Regions from separate parts of the Sus scrofa genome. Here all the other regions are linked to region 1. A link is a contact called in public HiChIP or PLAC-seq data. All regions are on one chromosome and are shown on one strand. Each heading gives the region's core, a stretch centred on a gene start, on an enhancer-like site or on the middle of the called end of the contact. The rest is flanking DNA. Distances are from core to core; before and after follow the strand shown.

Evidence for each region. HiChIP or PLAC-seq counts read pairs in DNA pulled down with a chosen protein or histone mark.
Region 2: a contact with region 1 is called in an H3K27ac HiChIP or PLAC-seq map of alveolar macrophages. The contact joins two enhancer-like sites. A contact is called at or near these places in 1 of 47 Hi-C or Micro-C datasets (epiblast stem cells) and 1 of 2 datasets of contacts at active chromatin or transcription factors (alveolar macrophages).
Region 3: an H3K27ac HiChIP or PLAC-seq map of alveolar macrophages shows a contact between it and region 1. The contact joins two enhancer-like sites. A contact is called at or near these places in 1 of 47 Hi-C or Micro-C datasets (epiblast stem cells) and 1 of 2 datasets of contacts at active chromatin or transcription factors (alveolar macrophages).

Annotation. Positions count from the first base shown.
Region 1 is chr14:133,590,723-133,594,339 of Sscrofa11.1, reverse strand. No RefSeq gene overlaps it. Among named protein-coding and RNA genes, the nearest start is that of CHST15, 48 kb to the right of the region's middle. Within about 2 kb of position 1,524, at least 12 of the 83 cell types and tissues checked have an H3K27ac peak or open chromatin away from gene starts, as enhancers often do. A contact at or near this core is called in alveolar macrophages, where this site is marked.
Region 2 is chr14:133,748,645-133,752,052 of Sscrofa11.1, reverse strand. No RefSeq gene overlaps it. Among named protein-coding and RNA genes, the nearest start is that of OAT, 74 kb to the left of the region's middle. Within about 2 kb of position 1,377, at least 15 of the 83 cell types and tissues checked have an H3K27ac peak or open chromatin away from gene starts, as enhancers often do. A contact at or near this core is called in alveolar macrophages, where this site is marked.
Region 3 is chr14:133,780,240-133,783,867 of Sscrofa11.1, reverse strand. No RefSeq gene overlaps it. Among named protein-coding and RNA genes, the nearest start is that of OAT, 43 kb to the left of the region's middle. Within about 2 kb of position 1,532, at least 12 of the 83 cell types and tissues checked have an H3K27ac peak or open chromatin away from gene starts, as enhancers often do. A contact at or near this core is called in alveolar macrophages, where this site is marked.

The DNA.
Region 1 (3,617 bases), core at 275-2,774:
GACCCTGGACTTGGAGTCCGAGACTCCGCTGCCACGAAACGTCTAATACGGCATCATGTACATTCATATGAATTTATCCCAATTTTCATGAGCAGTAATTCATTGCTGGACATTTGGGGTAGTTTTTCCCAGAATTTTTAGTATTATAAATATCAACACAATGAATATCTTTGTACATTCAGCTCTGCCTACATCTCGACTAAGTCCCTTGGGATAAAGTCTGAAAAAAATTACTGGGTCAGATTTCCGTACACCTTAAAGGCTGCCAGATTGCCCTTTGGAAAGACTGCCGATTCAAACACCCAAAGTCAGTGTGCAGAGGGCCCGTTTCTTTGCTTCCTCACCTGGACTAGATATATCTTGGCCGAACTATTTAAAAGGAAATAACATCCTAGTGTTTTAATTTGCTTTTCTCGTTCACGGTTGAGACGGGTGTCTCCCCCCGCCCCCCGTGCTTTTTAACCGTTTGCCTCTCCTTTTGTGAACTGTCAGCTCGGCATTGCCCGCCAGTCTTCTGGTTGTCTGTCTCCTGAGCGCGTCTATGTATGAAGGATCTCAGCCTCTTACGGTGAAGGTCATACCTACTTTCCCCAGTTTGTTGTCTGCCTACTTTTCATTTTACGGGATTCCAGCTTTGAAACCTTGACCCCAGATAGAGATGGTGGTTCCTCAGGAAGTACTGATGATTGCACTTTTGGGTGAAGGGATTCATTCCTATCCAGCTAAAAAATGAAAGTTTGCTAGAACCAGAGAGGTCAGTGGGGAAGAAGTTCAAGGGGTCAGAGCATATCCTGTTCCTCATTTCACAAATCACGTTGCTAATTGCCCAATTTAGAGCGATTTGGTGGTAAATCTTGGCAGCAGGATGTGCATTGCTTCACACACAGGGGGACAGCTGAGGAGGTTTTCATTTGGTTGTGTGGTGTGTCAGGAAGTCCCACGGTCCCATGGTGGCCTCTGGGGCTCAGGGACAAAAGCCCAGGTCTTGGAATGGGACAAACCTGGCTGAGCTCTTTGTGACTCTGAGGGGTCATTTAACTCCTCTGCTCTTTCTCTGCCCCAAAGACGGGATCGAACACTTAGTCTGCAGCGTTGCTGGGATGGTTCAAGGACTGGCCAAGGTGAAAATGGTGCTGCCTGGGGGCGGTGAGCTGAAGCTTTGAGAGGATCTCCTTTGACCCCTCAGAGTCGTGCAACGCGGTATGAAAAGTCTTCATTTTCTGTCTTTGTGCTGCAGGCAGTGACTCAATTTCCTCTCCTCTCTATCCCATGGAATTTTTTCCCAGGGCTGTATGGATGGTGGCCCTGTATGGATCCTGTCCCCTGTAAGATTTGGGTTGTCTCTGAGTAGAACTCTGGGTCACATGCTTTGCAGGAATCCCTCCTGGCTGCAAAGTGGCAGGAAAGGGACGACCTTGTCCTCTCTGGCTGCTATAACAAGTTCCGCTGACTGTGGGGGTTATAAACAACAGAAATGTATTACCCACGCTTCTGGAGGCTGGACATCCACGTTCAGGGTGCCGGCGTGTTTGGGTGAGGGCTCTCTTCCTGGGTCATCCTCACGTGGTGGAAGGCGCAAGGGAGCAGTGGGGGCTCTTTTCTCAGGGCACGAATCCCGCCACGAGGGCACCACCCTCCGGACCTAATCACCTCCCCAAAGTCCACCTACTAAGAACATCAGCTTTAGGGGTTAGAGTTTCGACATGGGAATGTGGGGGGGATGCAAAATTCAGCCCCCCAATAGCAAGGACCCTTCAAGTCCCTGCTTTGCAAGCTCCCTTCTGACGGGAAGGGGATAATCCAGTGAGCCGGACCTTTGTTACAAGTAACAGGCCCTTGTGATAACAGCACTTGCTGAGTAATGCTGGGCACTTCCTGGCGCCGGGCTCTGTGCTCAGCACTTCTGAGACAAAATCTCTACACATGCGACACAGTTGTCATGGAGGCCACACCCGGCTGACCCTCTGAAGGACCCAGAGACCCACCCAGAGATGCGAGGGTACACACACACACACACATAAACACACACACACACACACACACACACACACACACACACGTGTGCACACTCACACAGACACACTTCCAGACACACACACAATACTCACCACACACATGCACACGTCTACATATGAACACTCACGCACAGGCACCAACACAACAGCATTAGACACAACCCCAGTGCGGGGCTGACTCCTGGCCATCGCATGTGCACAGACAGAGCGTCCACACAGAAGAGGGAGGGCGGGTGGAGAAGCTTCTGGTAGTTAGATACACGTGGAGCGCCTCTCCCGGGCCAGGGCTGGGAGAATGCGGTTGGGGTTAGGTTTAGGTGAAGGGCAACCCGGAGTTTGCGCAGAACCTAGCTGGCTGAGTGAGCTCCCCATCACAGGCTGTATTCAAGCAGCCAGGTGACTGGGATGCTGGGGTGGGAGTGGGGAGGGGCTTCAAGTTCTGGGTGAGATGCCCACAGGATCCCGCTCATCTACGACACTGGAGCTGCGTTTGAGGTTGCTCACTTGGTGTTTCTCACAGAAGAGAGCCTCCTCCATCGCTCGCCCCCTGTGCTCTCCAGCGGCCTTATTAGAGCATGTCTCTCGTATCAGTGGCCAGAATAAAGAGTGGTCCAGCAGCCCACTGACTACCGCCTTGCCCCAACCCAGTGACAACCTGCTTTAGCGATGATCGCTGTGTGCCTTTAGGCAAGTCACTTACCCTCTCTGGACCTCTGCTGTAATTTGAGGGCTGGTTGATTTGACAGCCATTCCAGCCCTGAAGGGCTACAAACAACCCTGTAGTTACTCAGGCCACGACGGGCCCCTACAAAGTGTGGGTGGGTGGGCATGTGGGCGGCCCGCCTTGCTGTGGCTGCCAGGCTGAGATCAAATATTCGAGCAGAAGTGTTTGGAGGGTGATGCTATTTATTCCTTTCTGGGTTTCCGAACAAAACCCCAGAAGCAGAAACCGCTTTACTTCCCAGCCCCCAGAGGTTTTTTCCAAGGATGCTATGTGCTAACCAAAGACAGCTGCATCAGAGCTGAGATTTTTCTTTAAACTCCCCTCTGTAAACCTCCAAGCTGGACACACCATTTGCTGCAAAACTTAGATGGTAGCTTTAAATAGATCTCAGGGCCTCAGATTTCAGCGGAGGCAAAATCCACAGACAGCCAAAAGCAAATGGGAAAATTAAAAGTTTCGGAAACTTCTATTTTAAAACTTACAATAAGTAGGCAGCAAGCTTTATGAGACTAGTCAAAGGGACTAACGGGTCCCCAGCCCTCCTGATCCTTACACTAAATCAACGTCGGTGATATGCCAGCCAGTCAGCCTGAATTTTGCCCCATTTCTACAAAGTTCATGGTATAGGCTGACCTCCAGTCCCTCAACCAGCTTCCACTGCAGGTGATCCAAGCAAGGCTGGCTTCGTGGGTGGGAACAGCGCCGTTTGTGTGGAAGGGTCTCATGCTTGGATTCGTGTCCAGCTGTCACCATCTTAAAAATCTTCGTTTTTGAACAAATGGCTCTGTGTTTTCTCTTTTGTGCTGGGCCCTGCAAATCATGCAGCCTGTCTGAATGCAAGCACACTTTTCCTAGGCAATGGCCAAACTGATGGCCGT
Region 2 (3,408 bases), core at 128-2,627, 160 kb before region 1:
CCCCACCCCGTAGTTTCCGGCGTAAAAGAGCGATGAGGTTTATTTCCCTTCTGACAACGCGTCGATTCGACTTGCCTACTCCGCTGGGCACCCCGGTGCAGATGAAAGAGGGCGATGCATCAAACATTAACGATCTCTGCCCGGGAGGGGGTGTGCGGGCTGCAGGCGCCCTGCCCGGGGATCTGCCAGCCTCGCAGCCTCGCTGGCTGAGGACCAGACCGCGCAGGCGCAGACGCGGCCTGGAAAGCAGAGCGGGGTGGGGGGGGGCAGAGGCCCTCTCCGTGCACACTCACCCCCACCCACACATGAAAGCCGGCCCCGGGGGTGCCAGAAACTGACCACAGATCAATATGCCTCCCTGATCAGCTGCCTCGTGCCAGTGAGGTAAGCGTGTCCTGATGTGCGCAGGTCCTTTTCTGCGCAGGAAGGAGCGGCTTTGACATCTTCCCCCTCCTCGGCATCTCCCTGAAGCTCCAGGCCTGCTGCGTGCCAGGCGGCGGGGAGGGGGGGTAAGCGTCTATTTCATCCTCCACAGCCTTCAGGGAGCTGCCAGCAGTTCGGACTGGACGTGGTGATGCCTGCTGACCCTGGGCGTGATGCTGGGTCAGCTCTGAGGGTCCCCGCTGCGGTCAGCCGTGCAGCCCACGCGTCTCCTAGGGGCACCTCTGTGGCCAGGCGTCAGGAGGGCTCAGATCCGCTTCCCTGTGCGGCAGTGCTTCTGAAGGCCCCTCCACGAGCCTGTCTGCTGCGCCAGCTCCGGGAAGGAGGATTTGACGGGGGAGGCCACCCTCATGTGTGGGTTGGGTGCTGTGAGAGCATATGGGGAGGGGGCCACTGGCCATAAATCTTGGAGGGGGGCAGCAGCCAACGGGGGTGGGGTGGGGGTGGCCTGGCAGGCAGGGCTGGGAGAAAGAACAGCCAGGCGATGGGCCCAGAGCAGATCTCAGCTTTGCAGTATTTGACCGAGAGCTGTCAGGCGGAGCGCCTTCAAAAGCCTGGGAAGGAGTTGCCAGCATCTGGCAGGTACCACGCGGCTTTAAGGCCAGGAGGTCAGGGGCGGGAGGGCGGGAGGTCTGAGCCAGGTCCCAGCCCTCTGACCTTCGACCTTCGTCAGGCTGGAGCTGGGAGGTCAGAGGATTCTGACGGATTCCCTGGGGAGCCGTTCACAGTCTCAGTAGGAGCGTAGATCTTCCTAACTGGGCGTGTGGCCCAGGCGACCCGAGACTGGGTTTCCCTATTGCGGGATTGTGTTGGGTAAAGAATCACGGTGCCTCCTGGGTGCCAGGCCTTCTGCTTGTCTCCTCTCATGCCATCATCATGTCCGTGAGCTCCCTGAGCCCCGAGACCAGGAATCTGGAACGGGCCTGTCTAGCTCTGCCCATGACACCACGTGGTTCTCTTGTGCGTGTGACCACGCCCAGCTCTGCACTTTGCACCCAGTAGGTGCCCAGAGCTGTTAGTGTGAACCCGCCCCCTCCTTCCCTCCTCGAAGCTTCTCTTTCCTCCACCTTCTGGACACACTCAGTTCAGCACACACCTGTTGAAGCCTCACCTGTGCATCTGGCTGTGCCCTCCTCTGCAGGGCAGCCCTGCCCTGTGGCCGCATTTTCCACCCCCAGGGTGTGGCCACGTGGTGAGTTCTTGCTAACACAACGTGAGTGGAAGTGACACGTGCCCTTAGCTAATGTGGTTAAAAAATGGGTGTTCTGGGAGCAGGGAAGGGAGCCGTTCGGTGGGGAGTGTGAGTTCTGCAAGGTGAAAACATTCTAGAGACCTGCTGTATAGTGATGTGCATGCAGTCAGCCCTCTCGGACTGTGCACCTGAGAACGGTCCCCATGGTACATTTTATTCTGTGTATTTTTACCATAATGAGAACAAACCCCCCAAACCGGATGTGCAGTCTCCGTAGACAAGACTCCAAGGGTGGATGGATGGAGGTTGGGTCCCTGAATGAGCCTGTGGAAGGGCGCCTGGCCAGGAGCATCAACGTGAGTGTGACATGAGTTAGACATTCATTGCTCCTGTTTAGGCCACCGAGATCCTGGGCTCATCTGTGACAGCAGTTCGCATTGCCTTGACTAATCAAGCTTCGGAGGTGAAGACCAAAGGCCCCCTGCCCTCGGGAGTTTGCAGGACACGGGGAGATGGCAAACGTAGAGGCTGTAACCCAAGGTGTGTGAGCCCCTTCAGAGCACAGGGAAGGACGCGGGGGAGCCAGGGACCAATTCAGGGGGCCCGAGGCCAGGGAGAGGACATCTCAGAGCTGCTAAGGGAGAGGACAGGCCGTTCGGGGAGGGACACCCGTTGGAGCAAAGGCATGAGCGCTGAAGTCCAGGCGATGGGGCTGGGGGGGCCAGGCTGTGCAAGCCCAGAGAGAGTGGGCTTGTTTTGTAGGTGATGGGAGCCACAGAAGGTGAGCGAGAGAGCATGATGGGTACACGGTGCCTCGGGCAGGCCCCTGGAGTTGCCATGGAGAGGCCGCCTGGAGCAGATGTTAGATGTGGGAGACCAGGAACAAGGTGGGGATGGAGGGAGAAGTTCAAGAGGATGGACTCCCAGGACCCGAGACAGAAGAGGGGCAGTGTGGTGGTGGGAGCGGTGTGGAAGGCCTCCCTCCCCTCTTGCAGGCTGTGCCCTGGATGTGGGGGGAGGCCCCTTTCGTGGAGATGGGGCGCCCCGGGAAGAAAGCGGAGTGAGACAATCCTGGTGCCTTGACCCCAAGGTGGACAGTGGCCCTTCCCATGGCCTGAGGCCGAGTCCTGAGCACTGGCCCCCAGACTGTCCTTCTCTTTGTAGGGTCTGGAGCTTGTCACTGCCAGGGGTACCAGAGGGCCACCCCAGAATGCCTGTAGCAGCCCTATCCCCGCACCTCCAATCCCATTGGTCAGGGGGCTCCTTCCTGAAGCTGAGGGTGGTTTGGGGTGAGGGTGACTCCCGTCTGAATGTGGGGGACCACGAGGTAAAGCAAAGTCAGGGCAGGAGCCCATGCACTCAGAGCTTACATAGTTTTTGTGTTGCCTTGAAAAAAAAATCTATAGAATTTGCTTTGCTTTGCAGCATTTATGAGAAAGCTACCTTGCAATGAGGTTTCAGAGAAACCTCTCTCACAGCTCTGCGTCACACTCACCACCTGTGGGGACGGGGTCCAGGCTGGGGCAGGCTTGCATCATGGCAGGGGTGGTGAGACACAGGACTCTGGGGGCCACTGTGCCAGGGGCTTAGACCTAGAGGTCAAGAGCCAGGCAAGACAGGCATCTTCAGGGGGCAGAGGGGCCTCTTCTGGAGCGTGAACCCTTAGCAGTGGATGTGCCCCCTGGCAGGGCTCAGTCGTGGTCCCCTGACCCTCTCGCCTGGGCCTCTTTGTTCATCAGCAACCATGCGGACCAGAGGCCTCAGCCGCAGGGATG
Region 3 (3,628 bases), core at 283-2,782, 190 kb before region 1:
TTCCCAGTAAATGGTAGCTGCCTTCAAGTAAAATGCTTGAATCGCATCCGTGTGGGCGCTTAGCTCACGCACCTTGGACCCTTGTGACGGCTGTGCTTGAGTAGCGGGAATGCAACATTGGATGAACTGTTATGAAGCATGTGGGCTGATCGAGTTGATGGGGAGGCCTGTGGGAGCAGAGAGCATTCCCAGGGTCCTTGGTGCTGTTGGGGGCAGTGACTCAGAGACCCCACCCCCTTGTTTTTGGTGTTTTCTGGGGCTGTGTTTAAACACTGGTGGGGGTAGACCTCCCAGACCCCAGGAATCTGGGTACAGTGTGGGGTACCCACTCTGGTCTGCTGGGGGGGAAGGTGTTTCTCAAGGTTGAGTGGTGGGTGGGGGGCTGCCAGGTAACAGGGTGAGGGTCCAATCCCCCGTCCTGCATAGGGGGTGAATGGCCTCGGCTCTGCAGGGCCCTGTGCTGACCTGACTCTTTGTCCCCATTGTCTGGGCAGCCGCCTCCTAAGCTGAGTCTCAGCCCCAGGTTGTCCTGGGGCCATAAACACCTTGTAAAAATTGCTGGGAACAAGATTCTTTATGTTGGTGGCGACTCCAGCCCAGGTCGTTAAGTCTGGCCCGACTCAGACGCAGGGTTGGGACCTGCGGTGGCCGACTCACAGGTTTTGTGAGCCTCTCATTAGAGCCCTGGTGTTGCTGCCCCTCAGCCCCATCCTGCTGGGCTCTGCCTTGAGTCCTGACGGGCCCTTTGGGGCTCCCGGGGCTGGGGGACCCTGGGCTCCAGATTACACGTTTAATACCTTCTGCACTTTTCCTTGCTCTTGGTTTAATGCTCTCCTGTTGCCTCCTTGCAAATCGTAGTCATTTGGAACAAGGGCCTGTATCTTCTTTCTTTTATTTTTTTTAGGGCCACACCTGTGGCTTATGGAGGTTCCCAGGCTAGGGGTTGAATCGAAGCTGTAGCTGCCAGGCTCCACCGCAGCCACAGCAACACCAGGCCCGAGTCACCTCTGCAACCTACACTGCAGCTCAGGGCGACGCCAGATCCTTAACCCACTGAGCGGGGCCAGAGATCGAACCCTCGTCCTCATGGATCCTAGTTGGATTTGTTGCTGCTGAGCCACAGCAGATTCTCCAAGGGCCTGTATTTTCATTTTGCACTGGGCCCTGCACGTAGCTGCTTCTGGTGAAGAGAATGCTTCGCAGGCAGCAGGGCGCTCTCTGGATGGACAAAGGCCAGGCTGGCTGGAGGGCTGGGCCTGAGGGGCACGATTGTCAGAGACCAAGTCAGAGTGGTAATGCCAGATGGTGCGTGGGGGTTGCAGGCACCCTTGGGGCCATCCCAAGGGCTTTGGGTCCCCTCCCAGGGAAACAGGAAGCCACAGGGAGGGGTGAAGAGAAGAGTGACATGATTTGACCTCAAGGTTAGAACGTTCAACTTAGCTGCTGTGTTGGGAAGAGACTCTAAGAGGAGAACTAGGGAGCTCTCTCGGGAGGCTGACCAGGAAATGGGGTAAGGATGCTGGTGACTCAGACCAGGCTGGGCACCGTGGGGGTGGAGGGAAGTGGTCAGATCCCACATGGCTTCTGAGAACGGAGCCAACAGGACTTGTGACGGAGCAGATGTCAGCCAGGCGTCTGGCTCGTCCTGGTAGACAGTTTCCAAAGAGGACGGGGGACAAGCCCTGCCCTGCTGTTCCACCCCCGCCCCCCGTTCCACCAGGAGGCCAAGGCTTCCCTTCCTCTCCCCCGCCCTTGAATTAGGGCCGGGTTTGTAACTCGCTTTGATCTCTAGAGAGGGGGGGAAAGGAGGCCGTGTTCATTCCTGGCCTCACCTTGAAGAGCCGGCAGCTTTGGCTTTGCTCTCTGGGAGCCAGGCGCTGAGCTGTAAGTGGCTGGGAGAGATTCCCAGAGGAGAAGCTGGTGGACACACAGGCGGCACCCACTTCCAGACCTGGGAGAAGGACCTCGTTCCACATTCCAGCCCCAGCTGAGCCCCCGGAAGGATGAAGCCTTGGGAGTGACTCCAGCTGACAGCACGCAGAGCAGATGAACCGCCCAGATGAGCCCTGCCCAAGCTCCCAACCAAGAGAATCATGAGGAGTAAGGCCTGGAGTTCCCGTGCTGGCTCGGTGGTAAGGAACCCACTAGTATCCATGAGGATGTGGATTTGACCCCTGCCCTCACTCAGTGGGTTAAGGATCTGGCATGGCTGTGTGTGGCAGCTCTGATTCACCCCCTAGGCTGGGAACTGCCATATGCTGTGGGTGTGGCTCCAAAAAGCAAAAAAAAAAAAAAAAAAAAAAGAGAGAGAGAGAGAGAAACAAAACCTTGATTTTTTGGGCCACTCATTTTTGGGCTGACGGAGGTATCTGTCAGACACCCAAGTGGAAATGTGTGAATAGGCAGCTGGATAGTTCAGGGAAGGGATCAGGCTGGAAGGGTCAATGCGGGAATTTTCTTGCTTGCTTGCTTTTTTAGGGCCTCACTGAGGCACATGGAGGTTCCTGGGCTACAGGTCAAACCAGAGCTACAGCTGCTGGCCTGCAGCACAGCCACAGCAATGCCAGATCCAAGCCGCGCCTGCAAGCCACACCACAGCTCACAGCAATGCCAGATCCCCCACCCACTGAGCAAGGCCTGGGATCGAGCCCGTGTCCTCATGGATGCTAGTCAGATTTGTTAACCACTGAGACGGGAGCTTCTGGAAAATTTTGACATCCAGTCTTTTTTTTTTTTTTCTTTTTAGGGCAGCACCTGCTACATATGGAAATTCCCAGGCTAGGGGTTGAATCAGAGCTGTGCCTGCGACCGACCGACACCACCGCTCACGATAGCGCCGGATCCGTAACCTACTGAGTGGGACCAGGGATCAAACCTGCGTCCTCATGGATCCTAGTTGTGCTTGTTAACTGCTGAGCCACAACAGGAACTCTGACATACAGAGTCTTAAGGTCTTGAAACTGGATGAGAGTCACAAGGTTGACGGTGGAGAGACAAGAGAAGAGGGTCAAGGACCAAGCCCCGGGCACTTGGATCTTGCAGTGTCAGGAAGGCGCAGAGGGTCTGGGGGTGACGGGGAGGCTGCTGGACAGGCATTTCGGGCAAAAGTCTTTCTCATACCACTGCCCTCGCTCCTGTGTCCTGCGAACACAAACTCATTCAGCTGGGAGGGCAGACGGTCCTGGGCCACATCCAGCCCCGTCTTCTCCGAGCTGAGGTCCTAGCCAGCATCTTCATGCGTCCTACCCCATCACAGGCCAGGCCTTGCTGAGGGCTTTGTATCTTGAGCCAAGTGACAGCTCTCGGACCTCTGTTGGCTCCATGATGGGAGTCAGGTCCCTCCAGGGAGCTGGGAACCTCCCCTCTCCCCGGCAGTAGCTGCCAGGCCCCCAAGGCAGGTGGGAACCAGCCCTTCTGGTCTAAACACAGACTGAGCGGCTCAGACCTGGGCATGGGATACCCAGGGGATCGAGCCCAGGATTTTGGCTGAATGTAGGTGGAAGCAGGTGAGGAACCAAACCAACACAGTGTCCTGGAGAGAGTGGTTGGTCCTGACTTAGGGAATAGCCTGAGAGAAGGCGCCGGGGTCAGAGACAGAAGAATGAGGTTCAGGGGAGAAGGGTGGGGG